Linked DNA regions of Mus musculus: regions 1, 2, 4, 5, 6 and 7 are each linked to region 3. Evidence: chromatin contacts called from public HiChIP or PLAC-seq and promoter capture Hi-C data. All regions are on one chromosome and are shown on one strand. The core of a region is the stretch at or near the end of the contact, and the rest is flanking DNA. Distances in the headings are between cores, read along the strand shown.

Region 1 (3,076 bases), core at 221-2,720, 1.3 Mb after region 3:
TGCTGTCCTCTGCCGCAGATCGTGCGCGCGCAGGTTAGGAGTCAGCTCCCTTTTAGAGAAGTCTACATCCATGCTTTGGTGTTTATCTTCTTACCAGGAAATTCCATAGACTACTGGGGCCACAAGCAAGAGAAAAAGCACCTCTCTTTGTTCCTAAACTCTATATTAAAATATCTTTAATAAACCTCAACTATGCTTCATTGAGAAAGAAAGAGTACAGGAGCTGGCCACCATCAAATTGGTGAATAGTCAAAAGATTACATTATGTGGCCTGGGACAAAGAAGGGAAACCAACAAATCCCATAAACAGTGGTGGGGTTTAACCAGGGAAGAGAAGTGGAGGTGCAGGATTTGCATTTTTTGGTATAATTTTCTGGAGATAAACTTGGCTGGACTGTTTGATTGCCAGTAATGTGGTTGATTATTCTTGTTCCACCAAGAGAGAGTTGTGTAAATTCGTTGAGAGTTCATGAGTTCGTTGGGTCTGTGTGTGGGAGAGCTGAGAGCTAAAGGAATGACCCAGGAAAGATGAGACTAGTGAAGAAGATGGACATGGAGGTAGACAAGATAACCCAAACCATCTGCTCTTAGTGGTCCCAAGGCAAGAGCATACCAAGATGGCGGGGAACAGCTCAACCAGGCAAGTGTGAGGGAGAGGTCACCTGGAAAACAGGAAAAAGAAGTAGTTGACTGGAGAAGCGATGCTGTCAGAATAAGGGAGATCAAGATGAAGAGGTGCTCCTCAGATTCTCTATTCCGGAGATAGGGCTTCTTCACTTCCTCATCTCCTTTGCCTGCAGATTCAGAAGATCCTCAAGGAGCCAGTCACAGACATCGGACTGTTAGGCTTCTTCCAAGGCAAGAAAAACTCCCTGTTGCCCAACTCCAGGACCTGACTTGAAGGAAGCACCCACCCTCCTTGTCACCCAGACGTTGATGGATGACTTTTCCTTCATCCATGGATCCCAAGAGTGGTGCAGTCCGCCAGGAGAACCGCCCCCGTGGGAGAGGAGGCGTGGTTCTGTCTTCCGATTGGGCAGCTGGTCCCGGAAATGCAAATGAAATTCCTTGATGCTGGGTGGGAATTGGTTTAGAGAAAGGTGGAGGTGGGGCTGGGCCCCGGGCCACTTCACGAAGCGGGAAAAGGAGGGGGAACAAATGTCACAACTGGGACCCTGTCTCGGAGAATAAACATTTATGTGACTGAGGACCGAACCATTATTGGGTTTAGGGGGCATCACGGGGGCTACAAGGGTCTGTGGGAGGAAGAAAGTGGGGTCTCCTCCAGGTGGGGTGGGGGAGGCGCCTCTCCAAGCTCCAAGCCGGCGCGAGACACAGGCGAGGGCTGGCAGCGGCCACATCTGCACTGGGGCCGGTGCGCATCTGCAAAAGAAAGAGCTGCCGGCCAGGGTCCCCACCACGCAGCCTGCCGCCCCCACCCCCATCAGCGCGCGCGCGCCCAGCCCCGCGGGCTGGCAGACACGCGCTCGCTCTGCCTACCCTGGCTGGCCCCCACGCTGCCACCCCCGATTCCCTGAAGGTCCCGCATCCGGAAAGTGAGGTGAGCGCATCCGTACCTGGTGAGGAGGGGTAAACTGAGGCACGGGGGAAAAAGAGGGATGGGGAGGAATGGACAAGTATGTGAATGGATGGGATGGACAGTTGCTGCTCCGTGGTCCTTACTCGCCCAAGACGCAGAATTCTGCAGCCCCTTGGAGATCAGAGTGTTCAAACTCTACAGACGCCCCTCCGCCTCCACCGCGTCAAACCCTCACCCGAGATTCGCAGACTCCATCCCCAGCCTGGGGGCCTTTGAAGGCATCCCGTGTCCACCAGAGATGCAAGGACCAGTCCAACCCCATTGACAATCAAACTCACCCACCGCCGCCGCAGATCCTAGCAGCCCAGCCCCCTCCCACAAGTTACCTAGCCCAGTACACCCTCCCCGGGGACCTAGGAGTTCCATCCATCCTCCGGAGCCCCTTGGGACACGGGCGTCGGAGCCCCGGCCCCCGCGTTCCGGTTCCAGGTGTCCCCTCCGCACACCCAGCCCGAAGCCTGCGTCTCGAGGCCGCGCTCGCGTCGCCATGGCAACGGGAGTCTATTTTGCGCTGGGAACACACAGCTCCCTCCGCAGCGCCCCCCACCCACTCTGCTCAAGAGTGAGGGGCTCAAAGGGCGGGGAACAGTGCAGTGATGAGAATGAGACACTTAGAAGGGACAGAATCCCGGGACAGACAAGCAGAGATTGAGAGAGCCCCTGACAGAGGAACTGGGTGTGGAAATTACAAGGAGGCTACAGATCCAGGCGGGGGAGGTTGGGGATGGAGGGCCCAGACAGAGATCCGGACAGAGCCCTAGACAGACGCAGAGATGCAGAGGAACAGAAACCCGACGGCAGAGCCAGGTTAGAAAGAGAGAAGACAGCCGGCTGCACGTAGGCAGGGGGCCTAAGAAGAGAATGGACGGAGACTCTAGGCAGGGACCCCAGACAGCCCAGACAAAGTAGCGCTGCATGTGGTATCCACGCTATCCTTAGCAGGCAGGGATTTGGGGGTCTTTCCCAGCGCCACAGTAGCCAGGACCTGCTACTCTCCTCTCCCTCCTTCTACAGGTCCCCAATCTTGCCTGCTTTCCGCATTCCCACCTCAAACCGACTTCCTAATCCCTGAGATTCCTAGGAACCCCTTCCACATGCTCCTACCCCCTTCCCTGATCTGTGCCCCCACCACCACCTCCTCAGCCGCCACCTGCAGACCCCACTCGGGCCATTTTAGACTTTATTGGTTGTGCCCTCCCCATCCCTAGATCTCACTTCTCTCGCTGTCTTTTACTTCCCCTCCCAATCCCAGGGCCTCTGTTTCTCTCTCTGGGTCTCCTACTCTCTGTGTCTCAGCCTCTGTCTACTTTCCATCACTAACCCATCCTTCTGGTACCACCTTCTGCGGGTTTCTGTCTCTTCCCTGACTATCTCTGTCTTCCTCTTTTCGTCTGCGTTCCCCTCTTCCTGGATCCTGTTCCTCCGTCCCTTTCTCGGCTCTCAGGCGTCCTCACCACGCCTCCCCCCACCTGCTGC
Region 2 (3,002 bases), core at 11-2,510, 1.4 Mb after region 3:
ATCCACTGAGCTGTCTCTCTAGGCCCTAATCCCAGCACTAGGAAGGCCGGGGTAGGAGAATCTTGCATCCGAGGTCAATCTAGGCTATGTACTAAGATCCATCCTGTCTCAGAAAACAAAGATAGAAAGTCTAAGAAGCTGCTTGTGGGGGTAGAGATTGCAGATGGGGATCTTATAACCACTATCACCTTCCCCACTCACACCCTGCCCATTGTGGGAATTTTTAAAAAAGATTTATTTATTTATTTTATGTATATGAGTACACTGTAGCTATACAGATGGTTGTAAGCCTTCATGTGGTTGTTCAGAATTGAATTTTTTTAGGACCTCTGCTCGCTCTGGTCAATCCTGCTCGCTCAGGGCCAATTATTATACATAAGTACACTCTAGCTGTCTTCAGACACCCCAGAAGAGGGTGTCAGATATCATTACAGGTGGTTGTGAGCCACCATGTGGTTGCTAGGATTTGAACTCAGGACCTCTGGAAGAACAGTCAGTGCTCTTAACCGCTGAGCCATCTCACCAGCCTGGGGAACTCTTGTTAGAACAGAAAAAGAAAGGGTGAGGGGAAGGGAAGAGAAGAGGAGCGTGTGGGGTGGGATCATCAAGATCCCACATCAAGCAACCCAAAAGACTGAACCCAGAAGGCACAATCCCAGAATGGACAAGCAGCCTACAGCTCTTCAGGAGACAGGACGGGAACATCACCAACTCCAGGTCAGCAGGGGCTATAGAAGACTCCAGAAAAGAGACCTGCATTTGCAGGTAGGTAATGGTGGCTGGACTCCAGAAGTGACATGTATGTATGCATTCAGGGAGCTGTATGTAGTTTGTGGGGAGGATAAAGTACCGGGGGATTTGGACGTTGAACCCACAAAACTGTAGGAAGGAAGTTAGGGGCTCCCTGAAGCAAGAGTGTCCCTTTTACGAATCTGAGACAGGAAGTAGTTGTTTGGGTAGATTACAGACGATGACTACTGATTAGACCCAAAGCTGAATATCTCATACACACTCAGCCTGGACTTTGCCTCTTCCGGAATTCGGAGGCCTGCCTTCTTTTGCCACACCTGGAATCACCTGGTACTGCCACTCAGATCTAAATGTATTAAGGAAATGGAGAGAATTTGAGGGAACTTGGAAAGGTGAGGGCCCTAAGGGAACCCGGAGCCTGGGAGCTGGCAGTGAAGAGCCAGGAAAACAGACCAACAACAGTTGATTGGGTCTGAAGAAGATAGGGAAAAGAGCCCCGAGCAAGGCCAGGCTTCCAGCCAGTGGGACCACAAAAGCAGGTGGGCCGTCTTCAGCACCACACACCTAAAGACTGCTTGGAGATCCAGCTTCTTCACTTCCACTGCAGAGCGCAGCAATGTGGAATTACCTGTCCTTGCTGCCTGTCATCTTATTTCTGTGGGCTATAGCTGGCATCTGGATTGTGTAAGTAGCAGAGGCCCTAAAGGATGCTTGGGTCTGAGGGAGGAAGATTGGGGTCTGGACTTTTGGGTCTGAAGGAGGGCTAGATTCCTGGGTCTGAGGGAGGAGGGCTGGGGACAGGACTCCAGGTCTGAGGGAGGAGGGCTGGGGACTGGACTCCAGGTCTGAGGGAGGAGGGCTGGGGACTGGACTCCAGGTCTGAGGGAGGAGAGCTAATGTTTGGATTTTTGGGTCTGAGGGAAGACAGCTGGTTTTTGGATGGCTTCTTGTGACACAGGATAGAGGCCAGAAGTCCATTAACACAGGGAAGTGTTTGGTTTAGGGAACAGAAAGGAAAGCTCTCTACAAGATCCACTTACTAACTTCCTGTATTCCTCTCGTCTCAGTTTTGCAATCGCTGTGGTTAATGGTTCTGTGGACCTCAACGAAGGCTTCCCTTTTATCAGGTTGTTATGGCTGAGGTGGTGATGGGGGAGGCAAATAGAGGGTCTTGTCTGGGAGGAGCCAAAAGATGACCCTGTTCTTCTTTTGCAGTATCTGTGGCTCTTATGCTCCTCAGAGCTGCATTTTCGGCCAAGTCCTCAATATAGGAGCTGCTCTAAGTAAGTATTTCTATACCTTTCCTTTCACTGCCAGCCCAAAGGTGCCTAAAGGGTCCCCATCTCCTCCTTCCTCAGACCAGAGCAACTGGTTTCCCTGAAAGCCAGGAGCCTTCTTCCCTCAGACCCCAAGGTTCATGCCCCAGACCTCCTTCCTCACACCCAGGAGTCTAGACCCCAATTCTCTTCTCTCAGACCCAGAGTCCATACCCCAGTCTTTCCCCCTCAGATCCAGGAATCCAGATCCCAGTCCGTCTCCCTCAAACCTCCAAGCCCGTACCTCCAAATCCCTTCTTCCCTCATCCTATGTTTAACTGGGACACCAGCATTTTCCTGTTTCAAATCTTCCCCTCCAGCTGCGAATCCTGTGATGAGTTTGCCTCTCACTTCTCTTTCCTAGCTGTTTGGATCTGCATTGTGCGTCATCACCAACTCCGGGACTGGGGCGTCAAAACCTGGCAAAACCAGCTAATTCTGTGGTCGGGGATCCTTTGTGCCCTGGGTACCTCCATAGTAGGCAACTTCCAGGTGAGATGCGCTGGAAAGCAACCTGGGGGGCGGGGGGAACTGGACTACATTTCCCTACGGCTTCTGGTGGCTCTTTCTGTGTACTCGGCTCGCAAAGCTTTCTGGGGTTTGTAGTTCTCACGACTCTTGCACTATAGAGGGCTTTATGGGGTGTCCTGTATGTATTAGGGTGTGTGTTCAGAACCTTGTGGAACCCTCGGAGGTTGGGAGAATTTTATTGCAGCCACCATTATCTGCCTCACTTCCTCATGAAATTGTTGCAGTGCGGTACAATGATCGAGTCTTACCAGAATCTCCACCGAATTCTGTTCAGTTGCTGTTGGCTGTACCCTAGAGCAATCTAGTTTATCTGTGGGTGGTCAGAAATGAACAGAGACTCACAGATTCTAGTTCTGGCATTCATGAAGATCTGCAGATTAACTTTAGAATGAATGAATGGACAAA
Region 3 (2,821 bases), core at 219-2,718:
TGTAAAATGGGAGCAATAATCGAGGTTGGAAAGTCAAGTAAAATAAAGAGCAAAAAAGTACCCCAGAGCATGGCTGGAGAGGTGGCTCAGCAGTTAAGAGTACTGGTTGCTGCTTTTCCAGAGGACCTGGGTTCAATGCCCAGCACCCACATGGCAGCTCACAACTGAAACTCTAGAATCAGAGGATGCAGTAAACACATATGCAGGCAAAATATGGATGCACGTTAAAATAAAAATAAATCATTAAAAGAAAAAAAAAGTACCCAGAACACCACCTGGCAATAAACAAACCCCACCTATTGCATTTACTATCAACACACATTAACCCTCCAACTCCTTGTGAGTCATTTACGTAAAGCCACTGTGAAACAAGCGCCCAAGACTAAATTGTAAATTGGAATAGGTGTTAAAATAGCATATAAAAAGGAGTGAAGACTGGCAGTGGTGGCTCATGCCTTTAAGCCCTGCTCTTGGGAGGCAGAGGCAGGCGGATTTGAGTTCAAGGCCAGCCTGGTCTACAGAGTGAGTTCCAGGACAGCCAGGGTTATACAGAGAAACTCTGTCTTGAAAAACCAAAAAAAAAAAAAAAAAAAGTTAAGATGAGTATTTTTGTTTGTTTGTTTTTAAATTCAATTACTTTCACCGGTTTAAAGCTTGGCATGGCTCTCGAGTGTGATTAAGGCCAGCCTGGGCTACAGGAGACCATACCCAAAACACCATCATCAACAACAACAAAAACCCTGAACAAAACAAAAAAACTAGGCCAACGCTTGTAATCTGAGCACGTGAGAGGCTGAGCCAGGAGGATCAGAACCGAGAGATTTAAGTCCCTCTTATCCTGTTAAAACCTGTCTCCAAGCCCCTTCTGCACATTAATGAATTTCGCCTCTCGCGACAAGCTAATGAGGCGGATACGCTTGTAATGAAGAAATACTTATCCTCCAGAACCTCAACTCGACAGAAGTGCGTGTGAACGTGTGACCAGCACACAGGACTAGCCACCTGCACCGGTCTACGCTGCTATGGCACGGTGCCCCTGGATAGACCCCTTCCCGCAATCCTTTTCGAAGAGGTTAGAGGTCCCGGCGCCCCAGGATTTCTCAGTGGGGTCCAACTTCCACTCCACTCTCAGTTTCCAACCATCCCAGGGCTCCCCCTCGAACATCCCAGCCCCCTCCCGCTGCCCAGCCTCCCCAGGCCTCCAACTCTCCCGCGTCTGCATCTCGCGTTCCTCCCGCTCCCCGGCCCGCCCCCAGAACCCCACCTCCAGCCTCCTATCATCCCCCTCCCCCAAGCCGCCCATCCCTCCCTTCCTCTCCCTCCTCCAGACCTGGGTACCCCTCCCCGTGGTCCGCCCGTTCCCCGTACACCGGACTCCCCAGCCCTTCCTTTTCCCTCTAGCTCACCTCACTCTCCTGGGCGAGGCCCCCCAAACAACCTCACCTTCCCGCACATGCGCACAAAGCTCATCGGGACTCCATGCCCCAGCAGGCTTTGCGCCAAATTCACCCGTACTTCCCCGCCCCCACGTCCCCTCACTCTCTACACTAGGAATCGCTAATTCTACCCAACACTTCCCACCTCTCCCAGCTGGAAACTACATCTCCCAAGAAACATCGCGACAAAGCGGCTTTCCATTAGCCCTACTGTGATGAGTCCTGTACGCTCGTGCGTCCCGAGCTAGCCAGAAAACTACATTTCTTAAAGTGTAAAGAAGAAAACCCGATTCCTATTGGCTCACACAGGCGCAAACAGAGCGCTTCTGATTTTGGACTACATTTCCCAGATTTCACGTGGATTTCCTTCCTCTACCATCCCTCACAAGACACCCCGCCGGCTGACTTCTGGCAAACGCGGACGGGTCGGGGAGGGATAAGAGGAATCTGTGGTTTCGTTGTCGTGGAAACCGGGGGAGGCAGCACACTTGGGAGACCCGCCTCCAGGACCTTTAAGCGCCTATAGAGGAGGTCGTGGAGGCTATGCCAGAGTTCTCCTCAGATCAGCAGTGGGAGATCCGTCTCCTTGACAACAGTTGCAGTATCGCCCTCCCGCTCCAGTACTAGGTTAAAGGAAGGTTGAGGCTGGTCAACGAAACCTGACCTCTGAGAATTAGTTCGCTCGTCCCATACTGTCAGTCCACTCTCTAGCCTCAGTTTCCCGTCTTGTGAATAGGAAGGAAAATATTACGTGTCAAACGGCGCTTGTGTAGCCCCCTACGGACACTGAAGCCTCAGTTTCCCTACCTCAGAAAAGGCAAGAAGGTTTTGAGTTTGCTCTTTGTAATATGTATGGGTGTTTCGCTGAGTCGGTGCACCATGTGCTCGCAGTACCCACGGAGGCCAGAAAGCGGCGTGGGATTCCCTTAGACCTGTATTACAGACGGTTGTGAGCCACATGTAGGTGCTAGAAGGACGTCTAGAATAGCTTGTGCTTCGTTGTTAACCTCTTTGTCATCTTTCCAGCCCTACCCCTACCTACTACCCCAACGCACCACATACACACGTACTCGCAGGAGCGCAAGAAGGTTATGAGACTTTCTGTTTACGTGATAGATGGCTCTTACAAGCTAGTGGGGCAGACAGAGACTCTCCCCTCCTCACTGGACTTCGAAAAAAGGTGACATTGGCACACAAAGGAAATCATGTGAAGCAGAGTTGTTATTGTCCTTACCAAATTCGTGGATGGACAATACCATTGCCCTAGTTTCTATTTACTCACTAGTTTACAGCTTAGAGACGGATCTATCCCCACAACAGCTAAACTTAATCCTGTCCCACCTCTCTGCCCTCTCTGTCCCTCATCTTGGTAAGTGTGCTAACCA
Region 4 (3,079 bases), core at 278-2,777, 1.7 Mb after region 3:
GAACCGAACAACAAAATCAGGCCCAGAGAGCATGATACAATCTGAATTATAATTCCTAGTGTCTTTTGCAGCCCCAGGTGGGCTGAAGAAAAGTATGTGGTTATTTTGGTCATGTTTGAGGGCCCTCTTTCTGGTATGCTCAGGGAATTATTACCACTAGAAAACGTGGGCTCGTTCTTGGTCTGGAAACTGACTTCTTAGGTACCTTGCATTCTGAGACATATTTGGAAGTCTGGAGCTGAACCCTTTGGAGGCGTGGCCTTGAGACTACATTTCCCAGCTTGCCCTATGTTATCTGATTTCCTTGAACTTTGCTCGGGAACTTTATCGCCATGTTAAAAGATGAGTTTGGCGGTGACAAGCTTTAATCTTGTTTGAGAACTCAATTTCCCGTCGGCCCTTGGTCTACCTGATGCCTTAGGGAGCCCATTCATTCATTCATTCGAAATATTTTTTATTGCCTACTCTCAGGCTTAGTTCTAGTCATTAGGACTAAGAGGGTCTCAAAGAAAACAAATCGAGTTTACTTATAGCCGATGGGAGAGGGACAGATTCAAAACCAAAACAAGTACGGCATGGTGGCACTCCTTTAATTTCATCACTCCAGAGGCAGGAGGAGGCGGAGTTTTGTGAGTTCGAGGCCATTCTGTCTGCATAGTGAGCTTCAAACCAGGCAGGGCTACATACTGAGACCCTGTCTCAAAACAAAAATAACCCCCCCCCCACACACACACACACACAAACAAACAGACTCCTGTAATCCCAGCAATTAGGAGATGGAGACAGGAAGATCAGAAGTTCAAGGGCATTATTAATGAGTTCGAGCGCCATCCTATCTCAAAACAAATCGTAAAAAGTATGCAAAATTTATTTCTATCTCTCAGGATCCGCTATCCGCTATCATTTCCCATGCGCCTTGGGGTAGTCACTTTACAAAGTACACTACATTTCCCAGCATGCCCCAGTAGCCTGTCCGGCCGCTCTACCCAGATTCCCAGCACTCCCTAGGGACATGTCCTCCTTTAGGCAGTTCTCTTTTTGCTTGTTTTTTCGAGAGAGGGTTTCTCTGTGTAGCTCTGGCTGTCCTGGAACTCAGGACCAGGATCAGACCAGACTGGCCTCGAACTCACTGCCTCCCAAGTGCTGGGATTGAGGGCGTGCCTTTTGAGTTTTTCGTTCGACCCCTTCCAGCTCCGGATTTCTAAACGTGCCTCAGGATATATAGCGAGTCTAGCGAAGACTTCCGCTTGTAGAACCCATTTCCCAGCACTTCTGCCGGCCTGCCGGCTGCCTCATTCTCTAACCTATCTGCTCAAGTTATGCAAGGCTCCTCAATGGGGAGAAACTCCACTTCCCAGCTCGCTACGAGGGGCTTCTTTTTAGGCCCTTGCCCCCAGCGATAGCTACGCAAGTCTCAGGCGGGACTCGGTTACCCAGAGGGCTTTGGGTCGGCGCCGTGACGTCAATATACCGAGCGGGGGCTGGGCGAGCTTCTGGGCGGTGCTTGTCGCGCGGCGGTTCCCGGCGGCCCCCGGGGCGGGCGGGTGGCGGCTGTTCGTCGCCCGGTGCTCGCTCGCTCGCTTAGTAGGCGGGCGAGCGGCCGGCGCGATGTCCGGCGAGGATGGTCCGGCAGCGGGCCCGGGGGCGGCGGCGGCTGCTGCGGCCGCCCGTGAGCGGCGGCAGGAGCAGCTGCGGCAGTGGGGGGCTCGGGCGGGCGCCGACCCGGGCCCCGGGGAGCGGCGAGCCCGCACGGTCCGCTTCGAGCGCGCCGCTGAGTTCCTGGCGGCCTGCGCGGGGGGCGATCTGGACGAGGCTCGCCTGATGCTGCGCGCAGCGGATCCCGGTCCCGGCTCCGGCGCTGCGTCCGACCCCGCCGTCCCTCCGCCTGCCCGTGCCGTGCTCGACTCCACCAACGCGGATGGCATCAGCGCCCTGCACCAGGTCAGCGCCCCCGCCCCGCGTCTTCGCCACTCGGGCATCCTCCCTCCTCGGCCCTGATCCACCTCCCCTCGACTGTGCCATCGCTGAGGATCCCGCCTGCTCTGTGGCCGCCTCTTCTCTGTCATTCGTGCTGTCATCTCTCTCCCGTGCATTTTTTGCAGCATCGCTTACTTCCGTGCCTATGCTGGCCGGGTTCCTCCTTTCCTAGCTGGTACTTGTTTGACTGTGCTGAAGTCTTTCCTGACCCAGGCCTGTGGTTTCGTTCTCCTGCACTCTGACTTGACCCTCTTTAGGCCCAGGTCCTTCAGTGTCACTTCTTTGAAGGTCCATCCTGTTTGTGCCTTCCTCTTCTTCCCGTGACTTGTGCTGTACGTTGTGGCCTCAGGACAGTGTACCACGTTGTTTCCTTGAAAAGGCATTTCCTCTGTCGCGTCATCCTTTGCTTTTTTTTTTTTTTTTAATCTTTTCTCTTACCTACAATCCCATGTCCTTAATTACATTATCAATTCATCCCCCCCCCCCCCAATTTGGGGAGCTTGTCACCTCTTATAGAAGTTTCTCCTCAACTCTCTTTCTCTGTTTACATTGTTTGCCTTCCTGGAAACTTGTAGGCATTTGCTCTTCGAGGAGCTGGACCACTTTTCCTTTTGTTTTGTTGTTTTTCCTTTAGACAAGGTCTTGCTATGTAGCCCAGGCCATCCTCAAATGCAGGTCCTTATGTCTCTGCCCTCCTCCTCCTCCTCCTCCTCCTTCTTCTTCTTTTTTTCGAGACAGGGTTTCTCTGTATAGCCCTGGCTGGGAACTCACTGTAGACCAGACTGGCCTCCAACTAAGAAATCCGCCTGCCTCTGCCTCTGCCTCTGCCTCCCCAGTGCAGGGATTAAAGGCGTGCGCCACCATGCCAGGCCCTTCTCTGCCCTTCTTATTTCTGGAATTACATGGCCACTTCACCTATTGTTGGTTCATCTCCTAGACTTTATTTAGGCAACCAACGTCCTTCTTCAAAAAGTGTGCCCTCTCTCCTAGATTTCCACCCTATCACCTCCCAGGATTCTAGAACCTATTCCACACATTATTTTTTTCCAGTGCTCTGTGCCCGAGAGTCAGGACCATCTTGTGTTGTTGCTTGGGTTCTTCT
Region 5 (2,700 bases), core at 139-2,638, 1.5 Mb after region 3:
CACACACACGTACTTTTAAAAACATATTTGAGTGTATAAAGAGGGGCATGGCCTGTGAATGGAGGTTAGAGGACAGTGTGGGGCATTGATTCTCCCTTTCTCCCATGTGGGTATTGGGATCGAATTTTAAGTTGAGCCAGGTTATGGGCTTGCACAGCAGCCACCTTTGCCCATGAAGCCAGCTCGACATCCTTGAAGTTTTGTGTGAAAGTTAATCTTCATTGCCAAGTTGGCAGGATTTAGAATCACCATGGAAACACATCTCCAGTGTGTGTATGAGTTTCCAGAAAGGTCTAACTGGGGAGAGAAGACCCATCCTGGAATTGGGGGTGGGGTGGGGGGGGGGGGCAGGCTGAACTTAAAGGAGACAGGGAGCAGAGCTAGTGTTCACTTTTAATATGAAGGTGCTCTCTTACACAGAACTCAGTTGATACAAGATCGAACAAAAATTAAAAGCAGCACAGCCCAGGAGAGACAAGACGAAAAAAATTACTGACAGGTGTTAATCTGTGCAAGTCCATTAAAGCCATTTGAGAAGGGGTGGAGAAAAATATCTACATCCCTTGAAAGTCAAAATAATGACTGACGTGAAATGTCCCCGAAATATAAAGTCCTAATCTGCTGTTTTAAAAAAGGAAAACTAATGTTTCTTACATGCATTTATCTAGTCCTTACAGCTGACCTCTAAAACGGGCACGAAGGAGCAGGGGATGAAAGTTGGGGTAAACCGAGGCTCAGCGCTAGAAAAGGCCCTTTAGTGACTGAATCCCGGCGTTAAGGGGTTCCTCCCGGTTGTTACAAGAGGAGGCTTTGTGCAGCAACTGGCAACAGTAGACGCGGCTTGGGCAAATGCCTGAGTAGGAGGTCAGCCAGAAAACCTCGGCAGACGCTTAGGCATCCGGGACGAACCCGACTGAACAAAAGCAACCAGCTTCGCGTGAGGACGAAAAGTTGGAATGGATTTCTTAGGAGTTGACTCGAGTCAAAGAAATATGGTTGAAGGAGTCGGAATAACAATCGGATTTCCGAAGGTAGCTTTCAGGGCGAAAGATCCTAGAACCGAATATTCAGCGGATTTTGGAATGTAGTCACAGAAAACGGGGTTCTGGCTGCAGCAGCGCCTGCGCACTGGGCCCTCTAGGTTTATTCAGGGAGAGAACATTGGCAACCGTGGGCACGGACAGCCGCGGAGTTCCGGAGTGGGCGGGTTCTGGGCGCCAGCGCTCACCGCGCACGCGCCTCGCCAGGCCGACCTAGCGGCCTCTCGCGCACCTGCGCACGGAGAGCGACCACGAGAGGGCGGAGCCTGTCTTCTTGCGTCCTCCCGCGCTCGGGGCATTGTGGGACAGTGGCGGAGGTAGCCCTGCGTCGGAGGCCTTAAGGTGGACGGCTGGGGCCGGGGAGACCCAGCCGCTTCGGGTGACAGTAAAGCCGAGGGGACGGGCGTCGGCTCTCGGTGCAATTCTGCACCCGTCGGGCTGCGGAGGCTTCTTTTTCCTGTCCCGCGGGTGCCGGCGTGTCAGTGTGTAACCCGCGGCGACTTCCCCCGTCGCCCTGCTTCGGAGGCGCCTGCGCGGGCCTCGCGTCGGCCACGGAGCTCTGCGGTGGAACGAGTGCGCCTACTTTTTCGCGACGACCCGAACTCGTCGAAGCTCGGTGGTGAGGCAGGGGATTCCCTGTGACTGGAGGGCGCTTGCGCGGGTTCGCGAGCTCCGGCCCGGGCGCCTGCGCGAGCCCACCGGCGCCGCCCCCGCCCCTCTTAGCCGGCCCCTCGACAGGGCCGGAGCCGCCGGCGGCGGGGCGGCAGGGGCGCCCCGATGAGCCCCGAGTGCGAGGAGCCGCCGCCCCCCCGCGCAGGTGAGCCCCGCAGCTGCCTTCCCGGGCGTGCGCCTTCTAATCCGGAGTCTTTTCCTCAAATCTCCCTGAGCGCCCCTGAGTCTCTTAGTATCCTCCCTTTCACTCCCTAAGTCTTTTAGCCACTTGCCAGTATCATCAAGTCTATTTCCTGTCGCCGGGCCTGTGTCTACTTCGCTGTCATTCCCAGCCCGTCTTCCTCGTCTATTGGGGACCCTCTCTAAGTCTCTTAGACTCTTCTCCCCGCAGCCCCCAGCCCCCATCTCTTCCCACTGGGATCTACATCACCTCCACCTATCATTCTGACTCAGCTCTCTTGGGATTTGGGCCCACTCCCCTGTCCCCCCTGTCGTAGTCTTCCTCCTCTAGGGTGCCTTTCTCTTTCCTTCCTCTTGCCTGCTCTTTTGTGCTCACCTCTGTGTCTACCTACTCTTTTCACTCTCACCAGCCTTCGTGGACTCTTGACCTTTTTGTTTCTCACCCTCTGCTCAGGAAGGCAAGGTTAAACAGGTCTTTTCCTTCGCCTTGGCTGTGGCTGTCCTGTCCCTGTTTGTCCCTAGTTTCCTGTGGTGAGGAGGCACTTTGGAACCACTGTTTGGTGCGCTACTGGGTATTCTGTGAGATGAGGCCCATTGAGGGCAGAACTTGGTTGCTGGGTCCAGGAGGGAGTGGTCAGTGGAAGTCCCTGGTACTTTTATCTACTCAGGGAGCCAAAGGCAGAGCTGGACAGTCACAATTACTGTGTGTTGTGATGGTGGTAACCCAGGGTGCTGTGGCAGCAGGCCGCAGAGTGGGAGAGACTGGTGAGACCGGCCGGATGGGTGACTTTTCTGTCGAGGAAGGCTG
Region 6 (3,064 bases), core at 146-2,645, 1.5 Mb after region 3:
ACACTCTCAATTTTTCTTCTTTCCCAAGCCTCCCCATACAAAGTGAGTTCCAAGACAGCCAAGGCTACACAGAGAAACCCTGTCTCGAAAAACCAAAAAAAAAAAAAAAAAAAAAAAAGCTGTCATGGTCAGAAAGCATGCGTATTCCCTGACCACTCCTCAGATCCAGAGCTCAGCTATGGAAGGTGCCTCTTCTCAGTCCCAGGAACCCAGATCTTACCCCTCCGTCCTTAGACCCAGTAGTCTTGGCCCCAGCCCTCGTCCCTCAGGCCCAGCAGTGCAGGTACATGGCCCCTTCTCCTTCCAAAGTTCAAGAATTGAGGTCAACAGCACGTCACACTCTTACTACCAGGATATAAAGGTCTGACCTCCCTTTCCTATCTCAGGCCTGGAACTCAACTTCATAGGGACCCAGAACCCACAGCCCAGAACACTGGAGGTCATCCCTCAGTTCACCTCGATCCCCTGCCTAGAAGAAGATGGTTGTGGCCACACTCAGCCTTTAGCATCAATCAAAGATAACTCTGCTTTCCAGGGCCACTTCTGGCTGGGAGCTTAGCTTTCTACAGTCCACCTCTCCATTCTATTTCCACACTGCAGAATGGAGAGAATGTAGTCGACCTCACACCCTAGGGCTCCAGCTTGCTGCACGGAGCGCAAGTGACCGCTTTTGAGCATAAGAGGGACAGGATAGCAGCCTCTCTCGGGATGGATGCACCTCCACCCAGCCTGCACCTCCACCCTGCCTGCGGCTGTACTGCAGCACCCGCCTGCCTCAGCTTGCAGAATCAGCCCAGGTCCCACACCCGTAATGGGCCTACTTCCCCACAGCTTCCTGAAGCCCCTCCAATATCTGCCCCAATAGGGTTATTTGAGCCACAGTAGTCCAGACCCCTACTTCTCCCTGGAACCCACAAGTCTCAGACCCCTGCCATCTCAAGGCCCCAACGTCAGACTCTACTCCGTACACCGTGGGCACTTGGAACTCAGGACCCAAGCCCCTTTTCTACGAGGGACCCAGGGGTCTGCCCTTTAAATATCCATGGTCCCGCCCTCTGCCCCTTCCAGCACCCCGCCCCCGCCCCAGGTGTCCGCTTAGGTTCTCACCTGTCTGTCCTTTGCCCAGCGTCTTCTCCAGGCGATAGGGGCCCACATATTGGGCGTGCTGGGGTGGGTGTGGGTGTGGGTGTGGGAGGTGGTAGGCGGGGGAGCCCCCGCCACCTTCCTTGGACCCGGACGACATGGTGCCCTTGGTCCCGGCCCGACCGGTCCCCCGGCCGCCCCCCCTGCGGCCCGTCGCCCCGTTCCTCCGGTGGGGGCCGGCGACACCTCCGTCCCGGCCCCCCCGGTTGCTCCCCACTTCTCCGGGGGTCCCCAGGGGGCTGGGCTGGCCCCCCCAGTCGGTGGGCCGCAGAGCTGGGGGAGGGGGGGCTGCCGGGGGGGTCAGGCCCCTGGAATCAGCATGGCGGGGGGGGCTGCGCGGCCCCCCCTCCCCAGCCCGTCCCTGGCCGGCCCCCCCCTTCCTGTGCCTCCCCCTGCAGGGGGGGTCTGAAGTGTGGGGCCGGCGGATGCTGCAGGCCGAGATCCCCCCCGCCCCCCCACGCGCCCTCTCTCCTCCGCCTCCTCCTCCTCTCCGCCTCCCCCCGCCACCTCGTCCTTTCTCTCCGGCACGCTGACATCACCATCCGGGGACTCCCGGCCCTTCCCCACAGTTAACCCTTTCGGAGGGGGAGGGGGAGTGGCAGGGGGCGGGCCTGGAAGCTGGACGGACGGGGAGGAGGTGGGAAGATGCTGGGATGTATGGATGGGTGGAGGGATGCTGGAGGAGAAGGATGCTGCAGGAGAGAGGGATGCCTGAAAGGATGGAGGGAAGGATGGAGAGAGATACAGAACCAGTATTAGACAAGCAGAGATGAAGACACAAAGAGAAGTCTGACATACATTAGTAGATGGGAAGATGCAGAATATCAGAGACAGGGTGGAGGAGTGAAGGAGGTAATAACGGAGCGGGGAGAATTAAGAGTTCAAGGCCATTATAGCTATAAAGTGTGTTTGAGGACAGCCTAGACTACGTGAGAACGCCCCCTCAACCCACCCCCTCAAAAAAGAGCTGAAAGGGGCAGACAGGGATAGGAGACAAACAACAGACAGGGATGAGGAGATAGAAATGCAAAGGAAGATGTAGAGCGAGGGGGACAAAGAGAAATAAGGACTGTCAAGGGTCCATATATTCACAGGAGGGAATGATGCTGGGCTTAGATGGGAACAGACTGTGGAGTGTGTGTGTGGGTGGTGGTGGTGGCAGAGGATAAAAGAGACAAAGATAGAAAAGGGAAGGACTTTGGGGAGTTGGAGACCTAAGTGTGATCTATTTCTCTATGTCCTCTAAGGTCAACACTGTGTACTCCTTGGGCTAATTCTATGTTCCCACCGTTATCAGGGCTCCACGTTCTGCTCTTGTTTTTTTTTTTTTTTAAGACAAAGTCCAGCTGACCTCAAACTATGTGGCTGAAGATGACCTTGAACTTCTGATCCTCCTGCTTCTGTCTCTCAAGTGTGAAATTACAGTCCTGGAGAGATGATTCAGCAGTTAGGAAGAGTAGGCTGCTTCCCAGGGACTGGGGATTTGCATTCTCAGCATCTATACAGTAGTTCATGGCTGTATGTAACTCCATCTGGTTTCCGGGGATCAAAGTACACGTGGTACACATATGCACAGACAGTTATCCATATGCATATTTCTTCCAACTCCTTTAAAATTGTTTAAAAACAGTCCGATACCACCATGCTTTAATGTCTCCTATACCTTGATAGGTAGGCAGATAGATCCCAGTGCAGGCTGGATGTGTAATGTTTGCTTGTTAAGTCCTGTAAACTTCAGGTAGGCCTCAGTATAATCCATGTGCCTCCGTGGGAGGACCATAGGTCTGCACTCAGCCATGAGGAATCTGGTTCCTATTAAGCTTCCATATAAGCCATAGCCTTCTTTATGGCAGGCACCCTAAGTTGTTAGGCATCCATTCCATCCCCAAGTTTCTCACAGGGTGCACCAATGCAAATTGGT
Region 7 (3,068 bases), core at 222-2,721, 1.7 Mb after region 3:
GAGCACTCACAAGTGCACACTAAGGCCAGTTGTTCTTTTTTTCTTTTGGAATGACCAATCATTTCCTAAGTATAACTTCTTACAAAGGGAATGTCTGGGTCAATAGTATACACGGATCATCCTGTGACAGGTGTCTGACTAGACTTTCAGGAACACCAGATAATTGACTCCCACCAACAGGGAGTTTCCCCTGATCCTTGCCAACACTGAATATTTATTATAATGTTGCCAATCTGATAATTGAAAAATATTTATCTCCTTGTCACCTTCATGAAGACAAACAGGTGTCAAGTGTGCTGACATTTTCTAGTGACAGGATGTATTTGTCCACTGTCTATAGCCTTTTTCCTAACTTCCTTTCTTTTCCTTCCTTCCTTCCTTCCTTCCTTCCTTCCTTCCTTCCTTCCTTCCTTCCTTCCTTCTGTCCGTTCGTCTGTTTGTCTGTCTGTCTTCCTTTCCTCCTCTCCTGCTTCTAGACACTAACACTTTAGTATGTTTTAAATATATTATTCTTTCCTTTTGGTGTATAAGTGTGTGGACACATACATGCCGTGGTGGAAGGTCAGAGGACAACTTTTGGGAGTTGATTTTATCTTTCCACCATGTTCTAGGAATCAAACACAAGTTGCAAAGCTTGTATGACAAGTGTCTCTACCCCATGCACCATCTCACTGTTGTTTTAAAGCCAGTATCCTTCTTTTCCTTCAAATCCAATGGTCCAGGTCTCAGTTTCCTCCCTCAGATCCAAAGCCCACACCCCAGACTTCCACTCTTAAACACAAGAGTCCAAATCCTACCCTTCTCCCTCAGACTCAGGAATCTATACTTCACCCTCCTCCCTCAGACCCAGGGGTCCAGGTCCCAGCCTTCTTCCCTCCTTCACAAGGCCTACACAGAAAGTGCTACCATTAACTATTATTTAGAGGAGAAAAACCATGGTTCATTCTACAGGGTCTCGATGTCTGGAAATGGAAATGCTTGGTACCAAACTATCTATCTATCTACTTTATTTATTTTCTTCCTCCCAGATAGTATTCTTCTGCATGGATCTGGCTTCCTAGAACTCCCTCTGTAGAACAGGCTGGCCACAAACTTATGGGTTTGCCTGCTCCTGTCTCCGTAATGCTGGGATTAAACGCGAGCACCACTACCACCCAGCTACTATTTTTTTTATTTCTTCCTTCTTTCCTTCCTTCTTTCCTTCCTTCCTTCCTTCCTTCCTTCCTTCCTTCCTTCCTTCCTCCCTCCCTCCCTCCCTCCCTCCCTCCCTCCCCCCCTCTTTCTCTCTCTCTCTCTCTCTCTCTCTCTTTTTCTTCCCGAACTTCAGGACGCCCTTGGATTGGTTGAGTGTGATGACATTTGATCTGGTAGCTGACACGCCTGTCAACCTCGGCCGCATTCCATCTCCAGAAACTACGTTTCCCAGCATTAAGTGCGCCATGGGCCTACTTCCTAAAGCCCCGCCTCCACATCTGGTCACTCCCCATAGCCGGGTTCTGGTGGCTGTGTGATTCCACGTTCACGCTACTCGAGCGCACGTGGGTTCCTGGGCAGCGCGTTCGTCCGCGGAGTGGCCTGGAGTGCAGACCCACGGACACCCTTTTCCCCAGCCTGGGATGAGCCGCTTTCTGCTGCCGGTGTCCGTAGTGGGCACGGTGATCGGCGGCACCGTGCTGCTCAAGTGAGTCTGCGCGTCTTCTCTGCGCGCTTGGTGGTAGGTTTGCGACAGGGGAATGCCAAACAAGGCCAGAGAAGTATCCCTTGTCCTAAGTCCTCGGACGAATTCTTCCCGCTCACTAGTATGGCTTTTCCGGGAGAGGAGGGCGGGTCACCTCTTCAAGGTCACCTAGGGAGAAGGGGTGGAGCATGGATCTTGTGCTCATTTTATCTCTGGACCACTCCTTCTCTACCCTTTCCTCTTTGCCCAGCCTGTTTGCCTCCCCTTCCTTCCTTTCTTCCCTTTCCTCTCCTCCCCCGTCCTTCTTTCCTTCCTTGCGTTTTTCAGACTGGGTCTCACCATGAAGCCTTGGCTGGCCTGGAACTCGTTATATTGACCAGGCTGATTTTGAATTCACGAGAGATCTGCCTCTGCCTCCTGAGTGCTGGGACCAAGGACATGCGTGTCTGTCACCGCTAACAGCTTACATGAGGTGTTTCCCTCCCCGCCCCCCCCCCCCCCGCATGTATGCATATGCTATGCTTTCGGAGGTTAAAAGAAGATGTTAGATCCCGTGGAACTGGAGTTATTGTGAGTCACCGTGTGGGGTGCTGGGAGCTGATCCTGGGTCCTCTGTAAGAGCAGCAGTGCTCTTACTGCTGAGACATCTCTCCAGCTTCTTGATGTATACACACCCGCTTCCCAATCATTGTTCTCCAACTTCCATGGACCCCTTCTGACACATGCTCCTTCCAACGTCATGCATTCTGTCTGTCTGTCTGTCTATCCATCCATCCATCTATAGACAAGGCAGCATGTAGCCTAGGCTGGCCTTGAGCTTGCTCTGTAGTCGAGGATGATGACCTTAAATTCCTGGTATTCCTGCCATTGCCTCCTGAGTACTGGGCTTGCAAGTGTGTACCACCACTTCTGGCTATTGTCTTTTGTTTTTATAAAAGTATGAATAAATGATTGTTACCTCTTGGAGATGTTCCAACGTATAATCCTTTTCTGAGGCCATGACGAGGACTCCCGTGTGTTTGGGTGCTTTGGTGATGGATGTGAGCTTACGAGTGCTTTGCCCCAGCTCATAAATCTTGAGGCAGGCACGAGGCAGACAGAACTCACTGTGCTGTTTCTCACCTTCAGGGACTATGTCGCTGGTGGGGCTTGTCCCAGCAAGGCCACCATACCTGGGAAGACTGTTATCGTGACAGGAGCCAACACAGGCATCGGGAAACAAACTGCTTTGGAGCTGGCTAAAAGAGGTAAGAGCAGCCCCTGCTCTGGGGTTTGAAGAGTTATGTGCACACTGTTGTGTGCACAATGTTGTGTATGGCAGCCTTGTTTATAATACCTCGAAGGCAGAAGCATTCCAGGTGTCAATTTGCAGACAAATAAACAGAATACG

What was found. Promoter capture Hi-C pulls out the DNA fragments that hold promoters and counts their contacts. HiChIP or PLAC-seq counts read pairs in DNA pulled down with a chosen protein or histone mark.
Region 1: a promoter capture Hi-C map of embryonic stem cells shows a contact between it and region 3, with 5 read pairs. The contact joins the promoter of Shisa7 here to the promoter of Zfp444 in region 3. A contact is called at or near these places in 3 of 39 promoter capture datasets (cranial neural crest, embryonic stem cells and hippocampal neurons).
Region 2: an H3K4me3 HiChIP or PLAC-seq map of embryonic stem cells shows a contact between it and region 3, with 5 read pairs. The contact joins the promoter of Tmem150b here to the promoter of Zfp444 in region 3. A contact is called at or near these places in 6 of 39 promoter capture datasets (the C10 cell line, cranial neural crest, hippocampal neurons and 3 more) and 1 of 115 datasets of contacts at active chromatin or transcription factors (embryonic stem cells).
Region 4: a promoter capture Hi-C map of pre-B cells shows a contact between it and region 3. The contact joins the promoter of Ppp1r12c here to the promoter of Zfp444 in region 3. A contact is called at or near these places in 9 of 39 promoter capture datasets (the C10 cell line, cranial neural crest, frontonasal cranial neural crest and 5 more).
Region 5: a promoter capture Hi-C map of pre-B cells shows a contact between it and region 3. The contact joins the promoter of Ppp6r1 here to the promoter of Zfp444 in region 3. A contact is called at or near these places in 8 of 39 promoter capture datasets (the C10 cell line, cranial neural crest, embryonic stem cells and 4 more) and 2 of 115 datasets of contacts at active chromatin or transcription factors (large pre-B cells and stem cell-derived neural progenitor cells).
Region 6: a contact with region 3 is called in a promoter capture Hi-C map of pre-B cells. The contact joins the promoter of Brsk1 here to the promoter of Zfp444 in region 3. A contact is called at or near these places in 10 of 39 promoter capture datasets (the C10 cell line, cranial neural crest, embryonic stem cells and 7 more) and 1 of 115 datasets of contacts at active chromatin or transcription factors (embryonic stem cells).
Region 7: a contact with region 3 is called in a promoter capture Hi-C map of hippocampal neurons, with 2.9 times the contacts expected there. The contact joins the promoter of Rdh13 here to the promoter of Zfp444 in region 3. A contact is called at or near these places in 2 of 39 promoter capture datasets (cranial neural crest and hippocampal neurons).

The regions. Positions count from the first base shown.
Region 1 is chr7:4,843,090-4,846,165 of GRCm38.p6, reverse strand. Shisa7 (shisa family member 7) reads left to right here and starts at 1,470. Exons shown (of 6, transcript NM_172737.4): 1 at 1,470-1,561. Isoc2b (isochorismatase domain containing 2b) reads left to right here. Exons shown (of 6, transcript NM_026158.2): 6 at 801-1,206. The coding sequence ends at 896. It overlaps Gm36127 (a long non-coding RNA gene), which reads right to left. Exons shown (of 2, transcript XR_881804.2): 2 at 1,181-1,383.
Region 2 is chr7:4,723,340-4,726,341 of GRCm38.p6, reverse strand. It overlaps Tmem150b (transmembrane protein 150B), which reads left to right and starts at 1,260. Exons shown (of 6, transcript NM_001142792.1): 1 at 1,260-1,434; 2 at 1,818-1,877; 3 at 1,966-2,033; 4 at 2,431-2,558. The coding sequence starts at 1,367.
Region 3 is chr7:6,171,160-6,173,980 of GRCm38.p6, reverse strand. It overlaps Zfp444 (zinc finger protein 444), which reads right to left and starts at 1,468. Exons shown (of 4, transcript NM_028316.3): 1 at 1,407-1,468.
Region 4 is chr7:4,500,128-4,503,206 of GRCm38.p6, reverse strand. Ppp1r12c (protein phosphatase 1, regulatory subunit 12C) reads left to right here and starts at 1,527. Exons shown (of 22, transcript NM_029834.3): 1 at 1,527-1,941. The coding sequence starts at 1,609.
Region 5 is chr7:4,657,638-4,660,337 of GRCm38.p6, reverse strand. Ppp6r1 (protein phosphatase 6, regulatory subunit 1) reads left to right here and starts at 1,388. Exons shown (of 24, transcript NM_172894.2): 1 at 1,388-1,857.
Region 6 is chr7:4,689,259-4,692,322 of GRCm38.p6, reverse strand. It overlaps Brsk1 (BR serine/threonine kinase 1), which reads right to left and starts at 1,395. Exons shown (of 19, transcript NM_001003920.3): 1 at 1,108-1,395. The coding sequence starts at 1,243.
Region 7 is chr7:4,444,060-4,447,127 of GRCm38.p6, reverse strand. It overlaps Rdh13 (retinol dehydrogenase 13 (all-trans and 9-cis)), which reads left to right and starts at 1,471. Exons shown (of 7, transcript NM_175372.4): 1 at 1,471-1,681; 2 at 2,807-2,925. The coding sequence starts at 1,617.